Regions from separate parts of the Mus musculus genome. Here region 2 is linked to region 1. The links are chromatin contacts, called in public Hi-C maps. All regions are on one chromosome and are shown on one strand. The core of a region is the stretch at or near the end of the contact, and the rest is flanking DNA. Distances in the headings are between cores, read along the strand shown.

The links. A called contact is a pair of places that touch in the nucleus more often than the background predicts.
Region 2: a Hi-C map of the N1E-115 cell line shows a contact between it and region 1, with 18 times the contacts expected there. The contact joins two enhancer-like sites.

What each region holds. Positions count from the first base shown.
Region 1 is chr3:134,097,758-134,102,476 of GRCm38.p6, reverse strand. It overlaps Gm26691 (a long non-coding RNA gene), which reads left to right. Exons shown (of 5, transcript XR_376102.3): 2 at 361-469. Among named protein-coding and RNA genes, the nearest start is that of Gm26691, 49 kb to the left of the region's middle. Within about 2 kb of position 2,511, at least 25 of the 459 cell types and tissues checked have an H3K27ac peak or open chromatin away from gene starts, as enhancers often do. A contact at or near this core is called in the N1E-115 cell line, where this site is marked.
Region 2 is chr3:134,627,136-134,632,003 of GRCm38.p6, reverse strand. No RefSeq gene overlaps it. Among named protein-coding and RNA genes, the nearest start is that of Tacr3, 200 kb to the left of the region's middle. Within about 2 kb of position 2,648, at least 48 of the 459 cell types and tissues checked have an H3K27ac peak or open chromatin away from gene starts, as enhancers often do. A contact at or near this core is called in the N1E-115 cell line, where this site is marked.

The DNA.
Region 1 (4,719 bases), core at 1,262-3,761:
ACGATGAGCACATCCCAAACAAGCAAACGGAACTGCATGGATTGCCTGTATTCAATGAGCTAGAAACTTTGTTATTCTTTGAAATGCCTTGTGCACAAGTTTAAATCTTTTAACCCATATCCTGACACCCTCATTGTCATGGGGGATTTCTATAATGGCTTCCTGGCAAGACTCCCTTCTCTGATTCATGTTCTAGTTCACTGATAAAATCTGCCTCTTCAGGCATTATTTCTGTTACTCCCTGCTCAAAAACAGTGTAAATATCCTCACTCCAAACCCACCACAATAACAAATTACCCACTTGGCTTTAAGAGATGTCAGATCCTAGGCATACCCTGAAAACCTGCCATTCTTTTCCAGGAAACTCTGATGCCTTTATCTAAAACCATCACTAGCCTTACAGACATCTGGATTCCTCTCAACCACCGGAAGGTTGTTTTTGCCTCACCGAAGAAGTATTCCTCAGAAGGTACTAAATTTCAATTTCTCTGTCAAGGCTAAGAGCCTTGACATTCAATTCATAGTAACTTCCCTATCCCTGTCCCTTTGTCTCTCCCACTCTGTACTCCTGTGACACACAAGGCATGCCCTGGGTAGAGCAGCTCAAAATCTCACCTGTTGACCTTGGGTACTCCAGTTACTAAGCCTGAGAATACAAAAGGTGTTTTCTATATTCTACAGTATGCTTGTGCACAGTGATGACTAACTGCAGGAATTTATTAAATATCCAGAAGAAGTAGGGAATAACTTACAGGTTATATTTTGCTAACGTATTTTCTTTTTTACATTATTCTTACTAACTTTTTGAGAACCCCATGTAATATATTCTTAATATACCCTCAACTCCTTCTATAACCACCCTTCCTTCCCACTCTCCACTCCCTAACCATTTCATGTTGAGTTTCCTTCTCCCTGACTCCATGGAGTCCAGTTTGTCTTCCTGTACTAATCTTGAGAGTAGAGCACATTTAGGTAAGTTAAAATAAAAATATTTTACCTCTTTTGAAAATAGTGCCATATAGTCTTGCACAAGTAATAGAACAAAATAAGTTTACAGCTTTACTTTAAAGGATCTTTCTGTATTTCTCAAAAGAATCCAACTGTCGCTCGGAATGATGATTTATTCCCCCATTCATATTTTTTTCTATATTGAGAATCCTGGCCATATCCTAGATTCGGCATGAAGAGCGAAGCTGGGGAAAGGGTTATATGAATCCTGAGGAGCAGAGAGGTTACTGCACCGAATCTCTTGATTTACTTTGTGCATTAGACAAAGCCAGACAGGTACGACTTCCGCCATCACCATGCTGAGCACAGACCCTGGAACATAAGTGCTCAATAAATTCTGGTCCAGTCATTGAGATTTTGATAATTATAGAAAATTTCATGTCTGAAACACACACAAACACACAGCCTCTCCAGCTTTAGGAGTGACTTAAGGAGATTCCTTGTGGTGATGCTGATGGCAATGTTATGGGAAGCTGGTGTCTGCACCACCCATTCTTTAGTATTTTTATTGTTATGAGAAGCAGCAGGCCATGAGCCTGGTGAATGCACTTCCAGTAATATCTTTTGGGTAGTAAAATACATACATACATATATGCATACATACATACATACATACTTACATACATACTTACATACATACATACATACATACTTACATACATACTTACATACATACATACATACATACTTACATACATACTTACATACATACTTACATACATACTTACATACATACTTACATACATACATACGTACATACATATTCAGGGCTAAAAGCAGTTTAAGAAACCATTGATTCTGTCCCATTCCCCTTTCAGATGGAAACACAGACCTGCAGAAAACATCAATCAAGACATACATAGAACATGAGATAGGAATCTCTCTCTTTAGGAAGTAACTACCTTGCCTACATGTAAATAAGAGATGACAAAATATCAACAAACCTGGGGCTGAACAAAACTTCCAGATACAGCCCATGATTCTTTGCTTCAGCACGTCCACTGATAGCTAAGCAGATGCCTGTAACACAGGGCCTTAAAATTTAGTGTTCTTGGTGTTTTGCATCAAATCACAATTTGCCTTTCCACAGCTCCACAGCAATAGTCCTAGCCTTGACTTACCAAGCAATAACCACTGCATAATGCCCTCTCCCCTAAGACAGGCATTCTAAACAGCTCACATGGTCCTTAAGTTTTCCTGCTGAGTCCTTCAAAATTGTCCTCAGTGGCATTGTGCTCCTCTATTTTGACAAGACTGTTGTGTATTAGAAGTTTGTGCTGGAGTCTCTAAAAAGGATTTCAGCCAAAGGAAAGAGAAAATAAGCCTCAAGTTGGCATAAGTTGGACTTATAAAACTACAAACTCAGAGCAATTTATACTGGTCAGCCTGGATTCTGGGTCCACTTCCTGTGGTTTCTTCTTCTCTGCCTCTATCTCTGTGTTAACTTTCCCTCCAGACTGACTTCCCTCCTAGTCCTTGGATGCCTGCCAGCAGCAATTAGCTTTGCCTGCTGCCTCATTCAGCAAGAAAGACAGGTTGCCTCCCATTAACTGCTGGGGGAAAAAACACTGAGATTTACATCAATTGGCTACTTCTGAACCAATCCCTAAAACCAGAGGCATGCCAGGCGCTGATAAGCTATGGCCTGGACTAATTAAACCAATTAGAGTGCAAAAGAAGATGGAATTTTTCTTCTTTCTGATTGGCTTTTGCTGCTCACTGTTTCTACTTGAAGTGAAGGTCAAAGAGGGCCTAGGTATGAATTATTTATCACTCATATTAAGGTAGGAGGGATAGAGGTTAGGAAAAGAGATCCTCTGTCTAACATGATTTTGGATTGTATATAACAGTAGTGGGCGGGGGGGGGGGGGGTCCTGCCAGTGGTCAAGCTCAGTGAAGTCTTATAAATCATTCATTCCTATTAGGAATCATTCATTCCTATTGCTATTTCCCTCATATTGGATATGCTCCTCAGTTGATGCATTTATCGTGGTCTGTGAATCAATACCCTTTGAGAGAGAGGGGTGGAGAGTTTTGAGTTTGTACTTATCACCAGTACATAGCTCTGTTTCAAATTTTGCTTTTATTTCTTTGACATTAACTTTTCGAAGCCCAAACATCACTATAGAACAGAAAGTCAAAGCTGTACCTCATATCTGCAACTGGATCTCAATGGCCTATTTCTTCCTGCTTTGGTCTAGCTACTAAAACTCTTCTGAATCCGGCTCTTATCAACGTATCTGCTTACTCTTTCCAGACTGATGTCTCCTCGGCCAGATTAGATTATAAAATGTAACTGAAACACAGCTAAGAACAAAGCCGAGAGACATGCTAGGAGAAGCGTACCTGTCAGCAAGCATCAAATTAGTAATTGCAAGCCCAGCTGTCCTCTGCCTACCTCTATCAGCCAGTGAGATTTCTGCCCTTCACCACAAGGACACGTGCGTGATTTCATAAAAATCCTTACCTAGACACAAACATTACCTCTCAACCCTCTGAAATTTCCCAGGCTACTCAACCTACAGAAAATTAAATAAGGCTAATTTAGCAGCGATGCTTTTAGTGCACTCTGTCTGGAATGGGAGGTAGTCTCATTATTTCCTAAGCACTCTCAATTTCTTCTTAGGGTAATCCATTCTAGAATGTATTAAAGATCAACATTGCTGATCTAATAGTTTCCAGAACTTAGCCATTTCACCCTTTGAGGGAACCAGGATTATTCACTCAGCTCACATCCTGACAGGACTGCTCACCTCTGTGACTCTGCAGTTAACTGCCAATCATTCATGATTGCATCTGCACGTCCATCGAACTTTACCTCAGAATGTAACTTATCTATGGCTGTAAACTTGAATTCATTTAAGATGCATAAATGGTGTCTTACGTCTTCTTTTTATTTATTTATTTTTCTGGGACTTCACATCCAATGGTGTTCTTTTCTTCATTCTATTTGGAATGATAACTTTGCCAGAGTGGCAAGGACAGGTGTAAATTGGAAGTAGGCTGATTCTTCTTTCTGCCTGGGATGGCTAATATTGATTGTCAGCAGGATGTACAATTACCTGGAGAGACTAGTCTTCGAGTATTTCTGCAAAGTTAGATAGGGTTAATTGAAAAAGGAAGACCCACCAGAAAAGCCCTGGGGTCCTATACTGAAGAAAAGAGTGAAGACTGGTGTGGCTTCAGCGTTCATTGCTCTTTGCTTCATGACTGTGGGTTCAACATGTCCAGCTGTTTCATGTTTCTCTGCCATGCCTTCCTCGCCATGATGCATGTTCAAGCTGTGAGCCAAGTAAATCTCTCTTTCCTTTTAGCAAACTTTGTCAGGTATGTTGTTATGACAACAAGTAAGGGACCTAACACCCTTACTCTATTTAATCTCCCATTTTCTTTACTGGTCAGTGGGGTGACCCACTCTTCTTACATTTATCCAGTATGCTAGTAAATTGTGATTTGTACATGTCTTTCCACATGTTAGGAACATTTTCACCTTTTTTGTAGTTAATGTTTGTTTGTGAGTCAGACCTTTGAGACAGTGTCACTAAGAAGCCTTCATCAGTACTCCAAGTTTTTACCTTACTCCCCCTGATAGCCTTTAATGGGAGATTTAGTACTGTATTGTGTCTGCCTGATTAGCATTCTGCATGCTCCATTTGGCTGTCAGTAGCTGGAGGGTAGACATGTTTCCTTATGCTTTTCTGCAGAGAAATT
Region 2 (4,868 bases), core at 1,399-3,898, 530 kb before region 1:
AGTCAGAGATGATGCACTTAACCCTCAAGAGACTGGAGGATCCAGGGATTTTAGAAGTCAGGTGGGTTGGAGGTTGGAGACATCCACACAGAGACAGGGGGGTGGGGAGGGGGTGTGGGATGTGGAGGAGTTAGAGAGTTGGATGGGGGGTTGGGGAACTGAATATGGAGTGTAAAATATAAATTAATTTTAAAAGAATATTTTAAAAGAAATGATAAGCTGTTATCAATTTTAGAATACCATGTATTCTTCACTTTTTTTCTTTTCTTCTTCCTTTCTTTTTTTCTTTCAGTTGATCCATCACGAATCACAGTCAGTTTTGACAGGATGAAATGTGCTGTCAAAATACTGTCAATCAGGATTCAAGAGTTACCACTTTTGCAAAGTATCATTCCACACTTGCATTTCACACAGAAGCTTTACTTTGTTTAATGTTTAACTAGCATGTTAAACCAAAATTTTACATCCTGCTTGTAGACCCTGGAATTTGAATTTATAACTTGGAGATCTTGTAGCTATGGAAGTGCCTTTATCTTTGCAATTCAGCATAGATAATGCTGTCAAACTAAGGTGGAGCTGAGTTTCTTGTGCAACAGCATTATCAATGTCCACAACAATCAAAGATAGGGAGAAGGCTTCTTGGGAAAGTGAGAGAAGTTGGCAGTTCTGACTCCACAAACATGACCACTCCACCACCCACATAAATCCTGGCACAGTGACACATACATTCCCCCACCAAGAAGGCAGGACCAAAAGCATCCTTTAGTTTTGTTGGCTAGCCATCCTAGCCTTTCTACGAAGTCCAGGTTCAGTGAATTCTAGCTTCCATTGCGCGCGCGCGCACGCACACACACACACACACACACACACACACACACACACACACATATTCACCACACACTCATAGACATACACATGCCACATATAATACACTCACATACAACATACATGCATATCACATAATACGCCACACATACCACACATGTATACACACCATAGATACTACATACCATATAACACCTATACATTCACCACAAACAACACATTTAAACCATTCACACACACAACACACCATGTACACACACATACCACCCACATAACACATATACATACTCCACATTCACACATCACACAGACACAGCACACATGTCTTGCATACCCTACATAACACACACGCACACACATCTACTGCATTCAAAGGCTGTTTATTTTCACTTTTCCTTTCCCATGAACAAAGTGTCAGCCGCAGCAGAACTTACACAGATGGACGGAGAAGAAAGTCCTTACAACAAAGGTTAGCATGCTGCAGGGTTAAAAACCTCATTTTAATAGAGAAGAAAACCAACCAGCCAGAGTTTTTCACATTTCTCATCTGTGCTATTTGATGGTTGGGTAGTAAAATCATTAAATATTAGTGGACTCTGTCAAATTAGAGAACTAAGATAGCTATTTTCATAGATCAAACTGTATTTTTTTAGATCAAAGAAATGGCTTTTATTTTCTTGAGTTTTTGGTAGCGATTTGATTTTTTAAAACATTCTTGGGATTATGGTAATTACGTCATTTTCCTCCCTCGTCTGCCCAAACATGACCTGAGCGCTGACAACAGAAATCCACACCCTAAGTGGAAGGAATCGACACCCAGTGTGGAAGAATCACCCTACACTCAAGGAGACTCAACCCGAGACAAAGAACTGCAAGCAACCACCGAATGCTGACAGCGGGAGAAAGTGTTCCCCTGGGAAGAGCTCAGAATTGTAAAAGGCAACTTTTCAGAAAACAAAGTTAAAGATATCTTGCCTGGGTTCCCTTTCAAACTTCCATGATGCCCGGGTGTTGTTTCCTTCATTTTCTTATTTGCAGAAATTATTACTGAGAAGCATTCCATGTGGAATAAAGATTGAGTAGCTTTCAGTCTTGTAAGTCAAAAACATCTGGAATTACTCAGCCATTAATAAAAATTGCCAGCGCAGTTCAGAAATAAAAGCAGCACTAGGTGGCACTGGAAGATCGCGGCTCCGTGGCACTCGTTGCTCTTCGTTTTCTCCTATAATTCTCAAGGGGAAGAAGAGGAGCTATGGGGGGAAATCATGGCTACAGAGGTAAATATTAATTCATTTGCCTGCTTTTCCTGGAAGCTATTCCAGAATGTGTTCGTGAAAGCAAATGGCCAATTTACTAGAAGCTTCAGCACAAGGCCCATTAACCATCCCGTTTAGATATAATCAAAGACAGATAAAGGGATTTGCACCCTTGCTTCTGTGGGGGCTTCTGCTGTTCCATTTGCTGAGACTGATGACAGGGACATAGTGTTTAGCTACAGCTATAAAGATACGGATGGCCTCGTTCATAGGTAAATAATCAGTCATCACTTAAGAGATACACAGTTTCTTTCTTTTTTCCTAGCAGAGCAAACACAAAGGGTTGTTCTTTCTCTCTCTCTCTCTCTCTCTCTCTCTCTCTCTCTCTCTCTCTCTCTCTCTCTCTCTCTCTCTCTCTCTCTCTCTCTCTCCCTCTCCCTGAAATGGCATATATTCTAAGTCAGTGGAGTTATTTATTTTTCATTTTGCAATTCCTTCACACTAAGGGTCAGCTTGACTAACCCGCAGCAATGACTCATCTTTTATAGTTGAGGCGTTTGAACGGAAGTCCAGCCCTGCTTCTCCCCACACCCACCCTAATCTTCTTTCATGCGACCATGAAGCCAGCCTTTAAATCCAGCAGAAGATGTTTCTGTCATGCTCTCAAGCTATAAAATCCATTTCCAGGTCTGGAAGACGGGAATGATATGTGGATATTTGTTTAAAAAAAAAATCACGGTTTGTCTGTCCTCCTAGCTAGGTAATGTGAAAGGTCTTTAAATTCAAAATATTTCGAAACATACATCATTTCTTCAATGTCTTCTTCTCAATGGTAAAATGTTATTTTAAAATGGTCACTTTCTGAAGATTTTTTTTTTTTGTTGAATACGGAATTAGAATTCATTTTATCTCTTAAAAATCAGAATGTAATATATATTGATCATATTTTTCCCATCCCCCAACTCTTCCCAGATTCCCCACCATCATCCAACTTTATGTTCTTTTTCCTTTCTTAAAAAACAAAAATATAAAACAGTAAAAAGTACACACACACACACACACACACAAACACACACGGGGGGGGGGATCTTGTCCATCTTGTATTGAAAGCCTTTTAGAAGAATTTTTAAAATATATTTCTTGAAATTTTCACTTTTGTGTATACAATGGATTTGATAACACCACCTCTCTCCCCTCCTTTAATTTTACATATTTAATAGCTCATAGAAATTGTGTGGCATATTTGTGGTTTTGTCAGCCACAGGATCCATTTCTCTCCTAGTGTTTTATTCTTTCCTTTAGCAGAGACCTGGATTGGAGCAGGCCTATTTAAACATGGGATTGGTCATACCTGGTGCTCTGGACTAGGGAATCATCCTGAGCTGGCCGACAGACATCCTGAGCTGGCCGACAGACATCCCGGATGTGAACGGGAAGCATCAGTTGTTCCTTTTAGCTTTTTTTCCTTCCTCCTCCTTCATTTCTTCTCTCCTTCTCTTTCCTTTCATTTTGTCTCTCCTCTATTCTTGTCCTCATTATAGATGTTTAAAATTAATTTTGGAATTCGCACTCCCTTAAGAGTTCCCCACAGATCATTTCTTCCCATTCTCTGGCTAATTGTTAACACTTTTAACATATAACAAAGAAAATTACTATTTGTGTAACAGTCAGAGTATTCCATGTTTGAGAAAAGACAAATTAACATGTTTCTTTTCTTTTCCCCCTTTATTCCTCCAAGTTGGTTAGTTTAAGATCAAGGATAATATCATACACAGTATGATAACAGAGAGACAGTATCTCCTTAGTACACAATGCAATCAATTAGGAATAAGTCAAGAAACTGAATGAAACAGAAAAAGAAGAAAGGAAAAAAAATAAGGAAGCATGAGAGACACAGAGAGAGAGAGAGAGAGAGAGAGAGAGAGAGAGAGAGAGAGATCATTCCTGTGGCATTTTGTGTTTTGGTTTTTACTCTGTCTCGAGATTCTCATTGAGCTTAGTCACATGACCAGAGACACTTACCAGAGATGGATGCTGACACAAAAAATTTCCATCGCAGTATATTTTGTCTAATGACTACAGAAGCTAACATCTGTAAGTGCAGGTTTTCATAGAACTGAATGCTGTGGACTATGGACTGCGTAAGGTTTGAACTGAAAGACATAGGTATCCAAAATGGCCCAGGGTTAGGCTTCATTAAAGACAGAATAGAACAGATGTAATAGTCCCTTTTCTCACCCACAATAATATTCTGACAGTTTCATCTCTCATGTGACTCTAGGAAAATAATATATTTTAATAGAAGTATCCAGAAATTTATTGTCATTTTGAATCTTGAAGAAAAGTTTCCTGGTCTTGAGCTTAGTCATAACCTCCTCATAAAAATATCTACCCTCTGAAGGAGTTTCATGGTTTTTTTTTTTTAAATTGGTCCAACCCACTGACTGAAGAAATAGAGCGACTCTTAATAACATTTATGGGATGAGAATCCAAACAACTAAAGAAAATGTAATTAAAAAAAAATCTATCCAATGACAGATTCGGTGAAAAACAATAATTGCCAAGATATTATTCTCACTCCTTATAAAGGAGTTATCTGGGGGGAGGCTGTGGGTTCCACATGCCTTATTTTAGTCATTCCTGTGCACATCATAGTTACTGTCACTGTGGGCATCTCCCTGCCATTGAGAAGGTACAGCATACCCATCAAGGAGATGTGCCTCAGTCTCAATGCTGATTCTGTAATTAGTATGGCAGAGATGATGATATTTTGGTGATCCTTATTTC